Regions from separate parts of the Mus musculus genome. Here region 2 is linked to region 1. Evidence: chromatin contacts called from public promoter capture Hi-C data. All regions are on one chromosome and are shown on one strand. The core of a region is the stretch at or near the end of the contact, and the rest is flanking DNA. Distances in the headings are between cores, read along the strand shown. Region 1 holds the start of 4933433G15Rik (RIKEN cDNA 4933433G15 gene). Region 2 holds the start of Eef1a1 (eukaryotic translation elongation factor 1 alpha 1).

The links. Promoter capture Hi-C pulls out the DNA fragments that hold promoters and counts their contacts.
Region 2: a contact with region 1 is called in a promoter capture Hi-C map of cranial neural crest. The contact joins the promoter of Eef1a1 here to the promoter of 4933433G15Rik in region 1. A contact is called at or near these places in 1 of 39 promoter capture datasets (cranial neural crest) and 1 of 484 Hi-C or Micro-C datasets (CD4 T cells).

What each region holds. Positions count from the first base shown.
Region 1 is chr9:75,406,559-75,413,330 of GRCm38.p6, forward strand. 4933433G15Rik (RIKEN cDNA 4933433G15 gene) reads left to right here and starts at 3,626. Exons shown (of 4, transcript NR_040719.1): 1 at 3,626-4,208; 2 at 5,150-5,306. Mapk6 (mitogen-activated protein kinase 6) reads right to left here and starts at 3,458. Exons shown (of 6, transcript NM_015806.5): 1 at 3,305-3,458.
Region 2 is chr9:78,476,127-78,483,166 of GRCm38.p6, forward strand. Eef1a1 (eukaryotic translation elongation factor 1 alpha 1) reads right to left here and starts at 5,598. Exons shown (of 8, transcript NM_010106.2): 1 at 5,513-5,598; 2 at 4,385-4,562; 3 at 4,115-4,294; 4 at 3,726-4,022; 5 at 3,498-3,648; 6 at 3,152-3,408; 7 at 2,832-3,066; 8 at 2,327-2,732. The coding sequence starts at 4,528. The coding sequence ends at 2,608.

The sequences.
Region 1 (6,772 bases), core at 2,376-4,875:
TGAAAGCAGGGGAGAGAGGGCTGCCCACCTAACCTCAGGAATCCACACCTCAGGGAAAACCTGCCTGCTTTTAACTTCTGAATACGAACAACCACTGATTACCTGCATTTAAAAGGCCCACATGCTCAATTTCTAAGTCCTGTGATGCTTTGAAACTCTCAGCCTTTTTACATGTGTCTCTGTGTTTCCTTTAGTAAGGGAGAGTGGGTCTGAATTAATCAGAGTTAGAATTACTTGTGTAGAGCATGCAATACAACTTCAAAATGTCTCCAAAGACTTAATTCAAACCCACGATACAGTCACTGCCCAGGAAACTTCCCAAACAACTTTCAGAAAATGAACAGTGAAGAGAAAATAACAAATGGGTGGGGGGATTTTTATATATTTCCTCCATTAGGAAACAAATTGTCACCTTCAATATGTCTTGTTTCCCCTCAAAATCTTGTAGGCAGGTCTCCCACACTCAGCAGACTGCCTCAACCTCACAGCTCAGGTGGGCTCTGCCTGAGCAGCGGTGGCTTTCAAAGTGAGCACAACCCCAGCTCTGCCCTCCTTCAATCTTATTTTACACCAATCTGTTATTGCAGGCCATGAAATATGTTCACTATTTTATTACCGAGCTTCAGCTTAAATCCTAAATTTGGAACTATCCATTCAGTTTCTCTCTTTAAAAACTGATTGGAAACAGTGTTTGTAACAATGCCTGTTTCAACCTGTCCTCATTAAAATAGAAAATTCACCAGGCTCGGGGACGGCTCAGCAGTTACAAAAGCTGGCTGCAGTTCCAGAGGATCCAGGTTTGATTCCTAGCACCCACATGGCAGCTCACAAGCCTCTGAAACTCCAGTGCCAAGAGATCCAATGTCTTCTTCAGGCCTCTCTGAAGGTACCAGTCAAATGGTGCACAGACATACATGCAGGCAAAACCCCATACTGATAAAAATGATAGTAATAATTTCAATATACTGAAAATGCATAAATATCACAAGAAAGTATGTTTTACAGTTCCTACTAACAACACTTAAACCAATACCTTATAGATGATCAATGAAAACTAGCCAATTTCCACCAAGACTATAATGTACTGTCTGTCCATATATAACTTCCTAAAAAAATCTCTCTTACTAGCAGCCAAAGACCTGTTATTATCAAACATTTAATTTCAGCAACTAAACAGCAATTGACTTTATCTTTTCTCTCAACAAATGTTACACAATTGTACCTGCAGGGTACTGGATATCCTTTTAAGAGCCAATTTAAGAAGCCATTAGTTTTTTTGTTTTTTGACACTATCCTTCGGAGAAAAAGAGATTTCTGATATGGACAGAAACACTTTAGCCTATCATTTAAAAAAAAAAAAAAAAGCCACGTAGTAGTGGCGGCAGTGGGCAGGGTGAGTCATCACCCAACTCCAAAGTTGCAGCCTTCCTTCTGTGCCTCCTCCCACTGGACCCCAGGCCCTTCCCCGGGTCCCCTGAGTCAGCAGGCCTGCGAGGTTGTGAGTTCTTAGTTCTCACATCCTCCGGGAACTTACATAAAATGCTGCAGCGCTCTCGGCACTTACACTTGTCTTTAAAACCGTTGTCTTTTCTACTGAGAAACTAAATGTTCCGCAAGCCAGTCCTCCCCAGAATCTTTTTTAATCGCAAAAAGTGGGCAGGCTACTTTAATCCTCTCCTGCAAATGACTAAACTGCAAAATATCCTCATATAGAAAGCTGACTTTAAACAATGTTTCATTTTCCCAGGGTCTTTTTTTTTTTTTTTTCAGGAACAGTAATACTGAAGCGATAGAACTGTCTGCTCAAATCTGACAAGCTTCCGAGATGACAATTATTAATTGGGACATCAGTAAAGCAAGATTTATGATGTAATTACATTAATACAACATATATTTTTGTTAAAGCAGCTTACAAACAGGTTTTTAACAACTACAAGCTAAAGATATGTTTCTTCCACTCAATTCAAAATTATTTCCAAACACTAAAATCTGTCATTTCTAGAAACTCTCAAGCTGGGGACAATGGTGCACACGTGTTAAACCCAGCAGGAAGCCGAGGCAGGAGAATCGTTACTCAAAGCCTAGCTGGGACTACGTGGCGACTGTCTCTGCAACCAACAAAATCCCTTTGAGGACTGGACCCTGGTTAGACCCCACATTCTTCTCAAATTCTTTCCAACGCAGTTCTCCAACGTTAAAGAGACAGAACGTCAAAACCCAGAATTTTACCAAAATAAAAACGCTAGAATAATCAACAATTTATTCTGAAGCTAGCTGCTCTTCGTTTGATGGCCTGAGAACGTTTTTATTTCCCCCTCTGACAATCATCTATCTGTATCCATAAAAAGTTAATACTGCCTCCGGACTCTTAGCAACGAACACGAACTGTTTAGATACTGTAAAGAGACCTAACTCCCCTTTACCAAGTCCCTGCGCTCCATCTTTCCTACTTTCAAGTCAAAGAAAGGTAAAACACGAAAGCGATCTAAAGGAGCTTGCTGCACGCAGCTTCCCCAAGGCACCTGAGCCGGAGAGCCAAAGCCAGGCAGGAACAAAAGGCGGCCGAAAGCCCTCCACTCCTCACAACTCCCAAGTCCGATCATAACAAGCTCCAAGTGAGGAGGCCTGTAACCGGTAACGTACGTTTTCATCAGGGTGTTTTTCCGGATCACACCTTAACGTCCGGAAAGGTGTCAGGAGCCCTGTCTCAGGCCGGTCCCCGGCACCTCGTGGACCGCCAGGCACAAACTTGGGCGGACTTAGGGGCAGGAGCAGAGCGCTACGCAACGTGCCGGAGACTTTGCCCGGCCGGAGTCAGCTGAGGCCGAGTCACCCGGGCAGGCTGGGGAGGGGAGGAGACAGGAGAGCTTGAGGGAGGCAGCGAGCCAGGAAGGCAAGCCTCCACCGCCTCAAGCGCTCCTGGACCACCGCCCTCGCCTGCGCGTTGGCGGGGACTCGAACCCGCGGAACCGGGCGCGGGCGGCGGGGACTCGAACCCGCGAAGCGCAGCCCGGTGCAGGCGGCGGGGGCCCGCCAGCTATGCCTGCGGCCGGCTGCCCGGCGAGGGGCGTGCCGGGTGGGAGGGGCGCGCCGGCCGCGCCGCCAGCCCCACGCGGGGACCTGGCCCTCGCAGCCGGCCGCGCCGCCCGGGCTGAGCGGGCACACGGAACAAAAGCGTCTTTGTTGAGCGGCGGCCGCCCGGAGGGTCACACACAATGGACGCGGGAGCCGGCGCCGCCGCCGGGCCCTCTGCCGCTCCCTCCCGCGCCGGCCCGCACCCGGCCACACACACATACACACTCACGGGACTTCTCCGACTCATCGACAGAGTGCAGGGCCCGCGGACAGCCCTCAAGGTCGGCTCAGGTCTCCGGCTGTGCTGGCGGCAGCGGCGTTTCCGAGGCTCTCGCTTTGCCGCAGTCGCCGCCATGTAACCCCGACCCGCCAGAGAGGGCGCGGAGAGAAGGCGGGGCCTCGCAGAGGCACGCCCCCTCACGTCACAGGCTCACTCCACGGCGGCCCCGCCCCCGCCAGCCGGGGAGCCGCACGCGCCGGAATTTCCAACGCCCGTGACTGCGCGCGCCGCGGGGGCGGTCGGAGCTGCACGCGGCCTGCTGGCGGGTACACCCCGGCCTCAGCTGAACCACCGCCCAGAGTGTCGTACCAAGTGACCCGACAGGGCGAGCGTCTGAACGGCTGCTGGGTCCCGTGCTGTCGGGAGGAAGTGGGCGAAGGCGAATATGCTAGGCCAGATTGTTGAGCAGATAAGCTCAGGGTGGTGTTGGGAAGGCCCCTGGGATCGGTCCCCGGGGTCCGTTGGCTGCTTCTAGAAGCATCCGCGGTAACCAGGGAGGTGAATGAGTGAGGGGTCCTGGGAAAACTGAGCAAAAGCTCAGTCAGCAGGGTGGCTGGCTTGTTGAGATCGCTGAGACCAGCCAGAGTTTGACATAGGCGTGCTGAGAAAGGTAGATAGCTGCCCTTCCAGTGCTTAGATGAAATTTAAGTATTTAGGAACTTAGATATAAAAAGCACAGGGTTTGCCTGGGAGTAGTGGCACATGAGTTAACTAGTCTATGTAGTGCCAGGACAGCCTATGCTATATAATAGACCCTGTCTCAAAAGGCTGGGAGAGCTTGTTGTTGTACCCCTGTGATCCCTGTCTTGGAGACCAGAAGGATTAGAAGATACAGTTAATCCTTGGCTGCATAGTGAGTTCAAAGCCAGCCCAGACTACTGAGACCCCGCCTCACAAAAAAGAAAAATGAGAGGTTCGGTTAGCCCTTTCTATCAGTGGTAATTGACCATCCTAAAGAAAATATGGCCACTGCAGTCCATGATCCACTGTAAGCAGCAAACCCCTTTCAGAGATGACACAGTCACTTGAAGTTAAGAGCTTGAGAGGAGCTTCAATGTTTCCTAATACAGAGATACATTAAAATATATGCTTTGTGAGACAGCATCTCTCTATAACTCAGCCTGCCCTAGCACACCTAATCTCCCTGCCTTAGCTTCCCCAGAGCTTGGATTATAGGCTTAGGCAGCTGAGCCCAGCTCTATTATATTTAAAGCAATACCATCTGAATACCAGGAGAAGAGCAGTAATGCCTACAGAAAGCGAGATTTACAGCTGTTGAGTGCAGCCGGCACTGTGAAGTTCTGCTCCACCGACCCACTCTGTCCTCCCTCTAGTTCCTCCTGATGGACTCTGGGACCTCCATCTTCCTCTAATGGCTGGACCCCCCGGGGTGGTGGTGGTGGTGAGCATAAATAGCAAGCCGTATGCTTTCTCTCAGAAAGTTTATAATGCATCTCTGCTGACTTCCATTAAAGCCAGCCATATTGCTTTATAGGAGTCAAAGGAGTCCACGATGTTAAGTGTTTGTGGAATCTTAAAAGAGAGGTCAGGGTGAGCTAGGTACAAAATTTTGGAGATTTGGTTTATGATAGGCCTTTCATCAAGGGGTCTTGACTGGGACTGAGTGGTGTGACAGTTTAGGATGGGAAAGGGAAGAGTTTTGAAAGAAGTCTAGGAGAATTTAATGTTGGATAAGCCCAGAATCTTGCTGGGGGCGGGGGGTGGGGGGAGGGGGGGTGGAAGGCGAGTTTACCCTGATGAGTTTAGTCACTTATGTGTTCTTTCCAAAAATAGGCTTTGAGGAAGTCCCTGCCTGAAAGCGCGATAAGGTATTTGCAAATTCATCTTCCTGGATGAGAATTTCTTGAAGTCGGTCATGCGTATAAACCAAGTGTGGTAGTGAACGCTTGTCATCCCAGCATTCTGCAGGCTGAGACAGGAGAATCTTGAGGTGAGGTCAGCCCTTGGGGTTCCAAAGCAGGCAAGCAATCAAGCAAAAAATGAGAGACAGCAGCAGGGAGTGCGAATGACCACATTTCATTATATACGTGTATGAAATTGCCAAGGAATTTTTAGGAAGAAAAAGGTCATGTTTGTATGCACAGCTGAATTTTGTTCATGGTAATACAGCTAGGCTAGATTTTTAATCCTATTGTATGAGCATAAACATGAGTGGAGGCCACTTCCCCTAACATTTGGTTTATTTGGAAGGGGGTTGTTTTGAAAGACGTCTGTCTGTGCAGCCCCAACTGGCCTCAAGTTCACGCTCATCCTGCCTCAGTCTCCCCAATGCTCCACACCCAGCTTCTCCAAGTCGTTTTTGAAGCTGTATATGACAATTATTTAATGAGTAGGCCAATCATTTGTGTGGGTCATGACCAACAAATTTCATTACCCAGAAAAACAACCTGAATAAGAGACCATCCCCTATAAACAGGAAGGGCAACAGGGAAGCTTGCAGCTTTGTCCTACATTATAGCAAATCAAAATGCCACCAGATACAAACCAGGCCATTATTCTATGTAGTACTAAGAATGATAAAACCAGGGCTTGGGAAAAGAGAGATGACTCAGTAGCAAAAAGCAGAGTCAATTCCCAGCATCCACGTGGCAGCCCACAGCCATCCATAGCTCTAGTTCCAAGATATCCAACACCCTCCTCAGGTACATGGTGCTGTGCAGACATCCGTGCAGACAGAATACCCATGTACATTTTTTAAAAATCTCACCAGGTGGTAGTGGTACACTCCTTAATTCCCAGCACTTGGGACGCAGAGGTGAGCAGATCTCTTTTCGGGTTTAAGCAGTCTAGTCTACAGAGTGAGTTCCAGACAGCCAGTGCTACACAGTGAGACCCTGCCTCAAAGAAGCAATAAATCTTATCATAATGTCTCATTGCTATGTTCTGATTTCAGAGCTGTCGAAATGAACACAGCATTGAAGTATAGGACATTGGATCACAGTGTGAAATGAATTTGGTTTTTGCTTGTTATTGCTAGGAGAGTTTGAAGGTTGTGGAAGTGTGCAGGAGAGGCTGAACATGGCTGAAGGTGGCAGACTCTGAGCACTTTCTGAGCTGTGATGGACCAGTTACTAAGAGCTTGGGACATCAGAGAAAGCTCAACTGAAAGAGAGGGCTTTGCCTGGCCTCACCTTGGTCAGGTAGTGGCAGGACAAAAGACATTCCCAAATGAGAGAACAGACGTAAGAAGGCCTGAGCCTGCAGACCACTGCAAAGCCTGAGGAGGCTTTGCGGGAGGCCTGAGGGAGTTGGTGGCAGATAGCTTTGGTGGTCCTGCCAACAGTTTTAGGCATTAGTCTTACTAATGACATCAGGCAAGGAATTTCGGTGGTGCAGCTAATTATGGATGGTGGCAATGATGGTGATAATGATGATAACAGTGTGTGATGCAGGCCA
Region 2 (7,040 bases), core at 4,348-6,847, 3.1 Mb after region 1:
GAAAGAAAAAAACGGGGCTGATGAGATGGCTCAACGGTTAAGAGCACTGATTGCTCTTCTGAAGGTCCTGAGTTCAAATCCCAGCAACCACATGGTGGCTCACAACCATCTGTAATGAGATCAGATGCCCTCTTCTGGTGTGTCTGAGACAGCTACAGTGTACTTACATATAATAAATAAATCTTTTTTTTTTTAAATTGTTTTTTTAGATAACAAATTGGCTTTTTAGTTGGTGTGGTGGCACATGCTTTTAGTCCAAGCCTTGGGAAGCACGGGCAGGTAGATTTCGGATTTCCAGGCCAACCTAGTCTACAGAGTAAGTTCCAGGACATCCAGGGATAGACAAAACTGTAGCTCAGAAAAATGCCTTGTAAGTCAAGTTTTCCAAAACTCAAATTGAGCCAAACCTACTAGTAAGCTTCTAATTCCATTCTCAGGGGGGCTGTGATAGAAAGATCACAAGTTCAAGGCCTGCCTGAGCCTCTCAATTCTTTTGAAGGAATGAGGATCACTGCTCAGTGGGAGTGTATCTTCCAACCATATGCAAAGGCCCTAGGTTCACCCAGTACCTTTCCCAAGAACTGCCAAGAGGTTCATTTAGACCCAGAGGCTAGCCTGACTGCAAGATAAGGGAGTGTGGGGGCAGCATTCTCAAGAGTATTTTAAGAGCCATGTGCCTTTGGACAAAGGACAACTTGAGGGATGTTCTGCTATGTGCATCTAGGGACTAGACTGTCTCGCCAGCCTTTCAAGCCCAGCCTGCCTTCATTTACTTTTATTTCTAAGGATGTCAAGACTCCCTAGCCCTTATGCAACCCAGACTGAGACTGCACTGACTTTAAACCCTACTCATTAGTAGCAACTGGCCTTATCCATGTGGAGCCTTTATCTCCCACATTAAAGCCCAAATGTTTTAAAAAACATGTTTTAAAAGAGTTCAAGATTTTGCCTACATGGGTACTGTATATGGACCTGGTACAGACAGGCCACTAGAACTGTTGTAAATCATGTGGGTGCCAGAAACCGGGGGAAATTTTCACTAAGTCCACACTAAAGTCATATAACATCTAAACAGCTAGCCTTTTAGAGCACTTAGCTTTCACGTGTTTGATTTTAATCAAGACTAAAGACTACCTATGTAGCTCACGTGGTGGAAGGCTTGCCTACCAAACCTTTGGCCCTGAATTCCATCCCCAGAAACATGCTTTTATTCTGAATGTTTTGTCTTCAAAGCACCAGTAGATGGTGCTACTCCACTTATACACGTAAGTGTGCAGGTTTGAAAAACGGTGTTTGTATCCAGCAGACACTTGCTATCAATTTCCCAGGTAGGTCTTGATTCTTATTTAGGGTCTAACAGCTTACTTAAGCTATTTCACTATTAGCAATCCATTTTAACCAGTCCTACTTGAAATAACCTCAACTAAGGAACTGACAAGCCTTTAGTAAAGAGTTTGCAGCAACAGCAACCCTTAATCCCACAAGCACTAGAATTTTATCCAGTCTCTAAGGGTAAAGATGACACATTGGATGTTTTTGCCATATCAAAGGGGTTATTACACATCACTTTTCTGAGTCTAGATTATCTAAACTTAGGCCACCTGTTTTCATCTCATGGACTTCATGACATATCCTATGCAGTCTTGCCAATCCACTTCCAGGGACTAGCCCATGTTTGTTCTGCCAAAGTCAGGCTAACATGCCTCAGTTTTGAAACTTATTTCAAATTACATGTTCTGGCAACAAGTACAGTCACTGTAACCAAAATCTCAGTATAAATACTGAACAGCTTTTACCTTATTATTGAAGGTATTCCTACCACCCTACCATCAGCTTGTTTTGCAAAAGCTCATCTTAGAAAATCCCTTTTGCTTAGCCTCTTCGTTCTCACCTATTCATTCAAGATTGGTCTTTTTAGTTAAGGTTCTCTCCTGTGTAATTGTGGAAGGAAATGCTCAAGTAATTGTCCAACCTTGCTTCATTTCCAATATTCACAAAGCACACTCAGTAATCCTATGTGGTAGCATACTCCAATGCTGCCTAAATCAAACTTAGCTGTCACACCCAAGTCTGACCTACTGCATGCAGATCCAGACAGATTGGGGTATAGGTATAGTCTGCCCAACTATACCACACCTTGGGTTGATACAGCAAAATTACTTTGTCCTCACCAGTAAGATTTGAAGTTAACCCAAATCAGCCCTGTTTATAGCTCAGTTCTGGGCAGACCCAGACAACCAGAACTCAATCCCTAAGAACATACCATGGGGACCCCAGTACCTTTGTTGTATACAGTCAGTTAACTTTCAGCATTGACCAACACAGATTTCTCATTAAACTTGTTTTAATGGTCTCAAAATTCTGTGACAGATTTTTGGTCAAGTTGTTTCCATTAAAAAGTACTGATTTTGAAAACTAATAACTTAAAACTGCCACACACAAAAAAAATGGTCCACAACATTCTTTCCTTCTGAAGGTTTTACGATGCATTGTTATCATTAACCAGTCTTTTACTATTAAACTTAAATGGCCAATTGAGACAAACAGTTCTGAGACCGTTCTTCCACCACTGATTAAGACTGGGGTGGCAGGTGTTAGGGGTAATATTCATTTAGCCTTCTGAGCTTTCTGGGCAGACTTGGTGACTTTGCCAGCTCCAGCAGCCTTCTTGTCCACAGCTTTGATGACACCCACAGCAACTGTCTGCCTCATGTCACGAACAGCAAAGCGACCTATATAGAAAAATGCCATTTATCAGTATCTTTGCTATGCAAGCAACATTTCCTATTACAAACTTGATGTTCAGTGTAGCAGACTCAGATCAGGCTTACCAAGTGGAGGGTAGTCAGAGAAGCTCTCAACACACATGGGCTTGCCAGGGACCATATCAACAATGGCAGCATCGCCAGACTTCAGGAACTTGGGGCCATCTTCCAGCTTCTTACCAGAACGACGATCGATCTTTTCTTTAAGCTCAGCAAACTTGCATGCTATGTGGGCTGTGTGACAATCCAGAACAGGAGCGTAGCCAGCACTGATTTGGCCTGGATGGTTCAGGATAATCACCTAAGAAAAACAGCGTGTATTTAAGTCTTGCCTTGTGATTCTGCACACACAACCAATCTAGCCACCTATCTTAAAAATGTGTCACCTGAGCAGTGAAGCCAGCTGCTTCCATTGGTGGGTCGTTTTTGCTGTCACCAGCAACATTGCCTCGTCTAACATCTTTGACCGACACGTTCTTTACATTGAAGCCCACATTGTCCCCAGGAAGAGCTTCACTCAAAGCTTCATGGTGCATTTCAACAGACTTGACTTCAGTTGTTACATTGACTGGAGCAAAGGTAACCACCATGCCAGGCTTGAGAACACCAGTCTCCACTCGGCCCACAGGGACAGTGCCAATGCCTAAAATAGTATTGTTTTGTATAAGTATTTAATACACAAAACATAAGACTTCAAATTCACGTCAACATTCTACTTAATATTCTACTTACCTCCAATTTTATAGACATCCTGGAGGGGCAGTCGCAGGGGCTTGTCAGTTGGACGAGTTGGTGGTAGGATACAATCCAAAGCTTCCAGCAGCGTGGTGCCACTGGCACTGCCATCTTTGCGGGTGACTTTCCATCCCTTGAACCAAGGCATCTAAAACACAGGCAGTCAATTATAACCTCCTTACTTATTGCGGCTTTCTCCATTCAACTACCTTAAAAGTCACTTACATTAGCACTTGGCTCCAGCATGTTGTCACCATTCCAACCAGAAATTGGCACAAATGCTACTGTGTCAGGGTTGTAGCCAATTTTCTTAATGTAGGTGCTGACTTCCTTAACGATTTCCTCGTATCTCTTCTGACTGTATGGTGGCTCGGTGGAATCCATTTTGTTGACACCAACAATCAGCTGTTTCACACCCAGGGTGTAAGCCAGAAGAGCATGCTCGCGGGTCTGCCCGTTCTTGGAGATACCAGCTTCAAATTCACCAACACCAGCAGCAACAATCAGGACAGCACAGTCAGCCTGTAAGAAACAAGACAATCATATACCATTATCTCAGAGAAAGCACCCCACTAAAAAATATCCTGAGTCAGGAATGGGTAAATTTTACACACCTGGGATGTGCCTGTAATCATGTTTTTGATGAAGTCTCTGTGTCCTGGGGCATCAATGATGGTCACATAGTATTTGCTGGTCTCGAATTTCCACAGGGAGATGTCAATAGTGATACCACGCTCACGCTCAGCTTTCAGTTTGTCTAAGACCCAGGCGTACTTGAAGGAGCCCTTTCCCATCTGCAAAGTGACTTCTAATTAGTACACCCAAGACCTAGGTTCTACTCCCTGCTTAAAGAATTCCCATCCCTCCTTTTGCCTTATACTTGCCTCAGCAGCCTCCTTCTCAAACTTTTCGATGGTTCGCTTGTCGATTCCACCACATTTGTAGATCAGGTGGCCGGTTGTGGTGGACTTGCCGGAATCTACGTGTCCGATTACGACGATGTTGATGTGAGTCTTTTCCTTTCCCATTTTTGCTTTGAATTAGCGGTGGTTTTCACAACACCTAAAAAAGGGTTTAAAAGATACCTTTGAACCGCTAAGAAGCCCGAGAATTAGCTCCGCTCAAAACTCAAGGGGACAAATTCCAAAAATGACTTCCAGCGCCAGGCTGGCCTGACTAGTCTCCACCCACCAAATGTGAACAAACTCCAACGCCATTACATCCCCTCCCCCCGCCGCGACTAGCCGTGCTCAAAAGCCCGAGGTGACTATTGCGGCCGATAGGACCACGGGGTCACAGGAAGCAGCAGCCGGTGAGGGACCAGGCCCTCTTCCTTTGTGTGGGTGACTCACCCGCCCGCTCCACCGGGCTGCCGCGTCCTCCATTTTGAGCTCCTTGCAACAGGGCCCGGGAGCGGCCATCTTTCCACGCACGCAACTGGTGCCGGACGGGATGGCCTCACCCTAGTTAGGGAGGCAGGGCAACGCGGCGCCGCCAAGCCAGATCGTGCCGGGTGCTGGGGCCACATGGCCTCGGCACGCTAACCCCAGCCTGGTTGCTTCGGGAAAAACCCCAGGCCTCGCCCCATCCAGGTGGCGTCGGACATGTGCTCCGAAGGCGGGCGGGCCCCAGCCGCCACTCCTGTCCCTCCATTCCTCCCCAACCATGACCTCTCCGGGCTCCGGGCGAGCAAGCCCCGCACCCTCCCTTTGTTAGCCCCTATTGCTGAACGGCAATCGAAGGCAGCAGGGCAACAACAACAACAAAAAAAAAAAGACCAGAGTGCGGCCGGAGTAGCACGCGGCGGCGGCGCGGACACCACGCTAGGCCTCAAGCCGGACACGAGGCGAGGCTACGGGGTTGCCGCTAGGCCTCGCACTCTGCCTCCCGCGCCGCCCGCAACTCGAAGCGGGAATGCTCGCAGCTAATCCCCGCCGACGACAGCGGGGCCCGGCCCGCTCGGAGCAGGACCTCCAGCTCGGCGGCCCGCGGAAGCCACACCCGCCCCTCACCTGCGTTCTGACGGCAAACCCGTTGCGAAAAAGAACGTCCAAGGCGACTGCCGCACTTATATACCGTTCTCCCCCACCCTCGGGAAGAGGGCGGAGCCAGCACACGACACCGCTTTCCCAGTTTGCCCCGCGCCAGCTCCCCGGTCCTCCCCCCCATCACCCCCCCCCCCCCCGCTCAGTGCGCCCCTCCCCCCACGACCAGGGTCTATGAGCTTGTGTGCTCTGCTCTCCCCGCGCTCAGCCCTGAGCGCATGCTCCTCGCACTGTGGTGGGGCGGGTACCGGGATTATGGGTTATGAGAATTTAGCGACGGTCCCTGGGACTTCCCCAGGCGAAGGCGATCCCTCCTTTTGTATGAATTACTCTTGGCCCTAGCGGAGGGTGGGGCGGCGAGAAGCTGGCCAAGAGGGCGGCCAGAATCTATCCCTACTCTTCCTTACTCCGCTGCCAAGGCTGTGTCAAGATCCGGGTGTCCCTTCCCACGGAGGCCACCTCCCGACGTCAGCCCCGCTATCCTTCTGTTCGCCTCCCGCAGCCCATGCTCTCCTGGCTGGGAGAGGAACACAATGTTGGGGACCCTTCCCGGCTCTAGAACCCAAGGGCTTAGCTCAGTAGCGGAGAGCTCGACCGATCTGCCCCTGGGCTGGCCCCTTGGTTTATTCCATCCAATGCCGGTTGATTCTCTGGAAACCTGAAGCGGCCTTCACACCCCTAAGGGTTCAGTTCAGAATATGCTTCAATCCTACAGTTAGCTTTACTTTGATTCTAGGTTTGTTACACTAAAAAGATTGTATGTGTACATGTGTATGTACAGCCATTTGATTGAACATGAGAAACCTGAAAATAATCTAATCCACCCCACATGGTCTCATCTAAATACCAGCATCAGCAATCTCCCAGCGCCCATCCCTAACACTTGTGAAATCACTGCTTCTCAAAAATGGCTTGCCTTGTTAGTTACATCCCTTTCTTTGCTGCAATTCTAGCGATCATACCAGCATTGTTTTGTTATTGAGACAAGGTCTCTCTTTTTTAGCCCTGGCTGCCCTGGAATAGGTAGTAGACCAGGCTGACTTCAAATTCACAGGAATCCGACCTGGACCTGCTGGGATTAAAGCCCTGGCCATTTTTAAATGCCTCTCAGAGCAGGCACACAGAAGTGTTTCTCAGAGGAAAGAAGAACTTCTTTGTTTTGTTTTTTAATGCTAGAGATGGAAAAAGAATTATTTTGTAATGGGATATGGGGTGCTGGAGATGGAACCCTAGGGTGTCTATCACCAAGTTACAGTTCCTAGCTCAAAGATATCCTATCTGATTATCCATCATTGGATCTCCTCTCCCAGGTGTACAACATCACTTCCCAGTTACAAACATTTGATGTTCTTGCACCAACCTTACTAGGAGCATTTGAGGGCCTCTGTCTAGTGTTCACAAAAACACACAGGATTTGCAAAGGAACTATTTGTTTCTGGGGAAGAGTTCCACAGTCAAGGGAAAAACTTAAATATAAAACAATTTGGAACCAGTT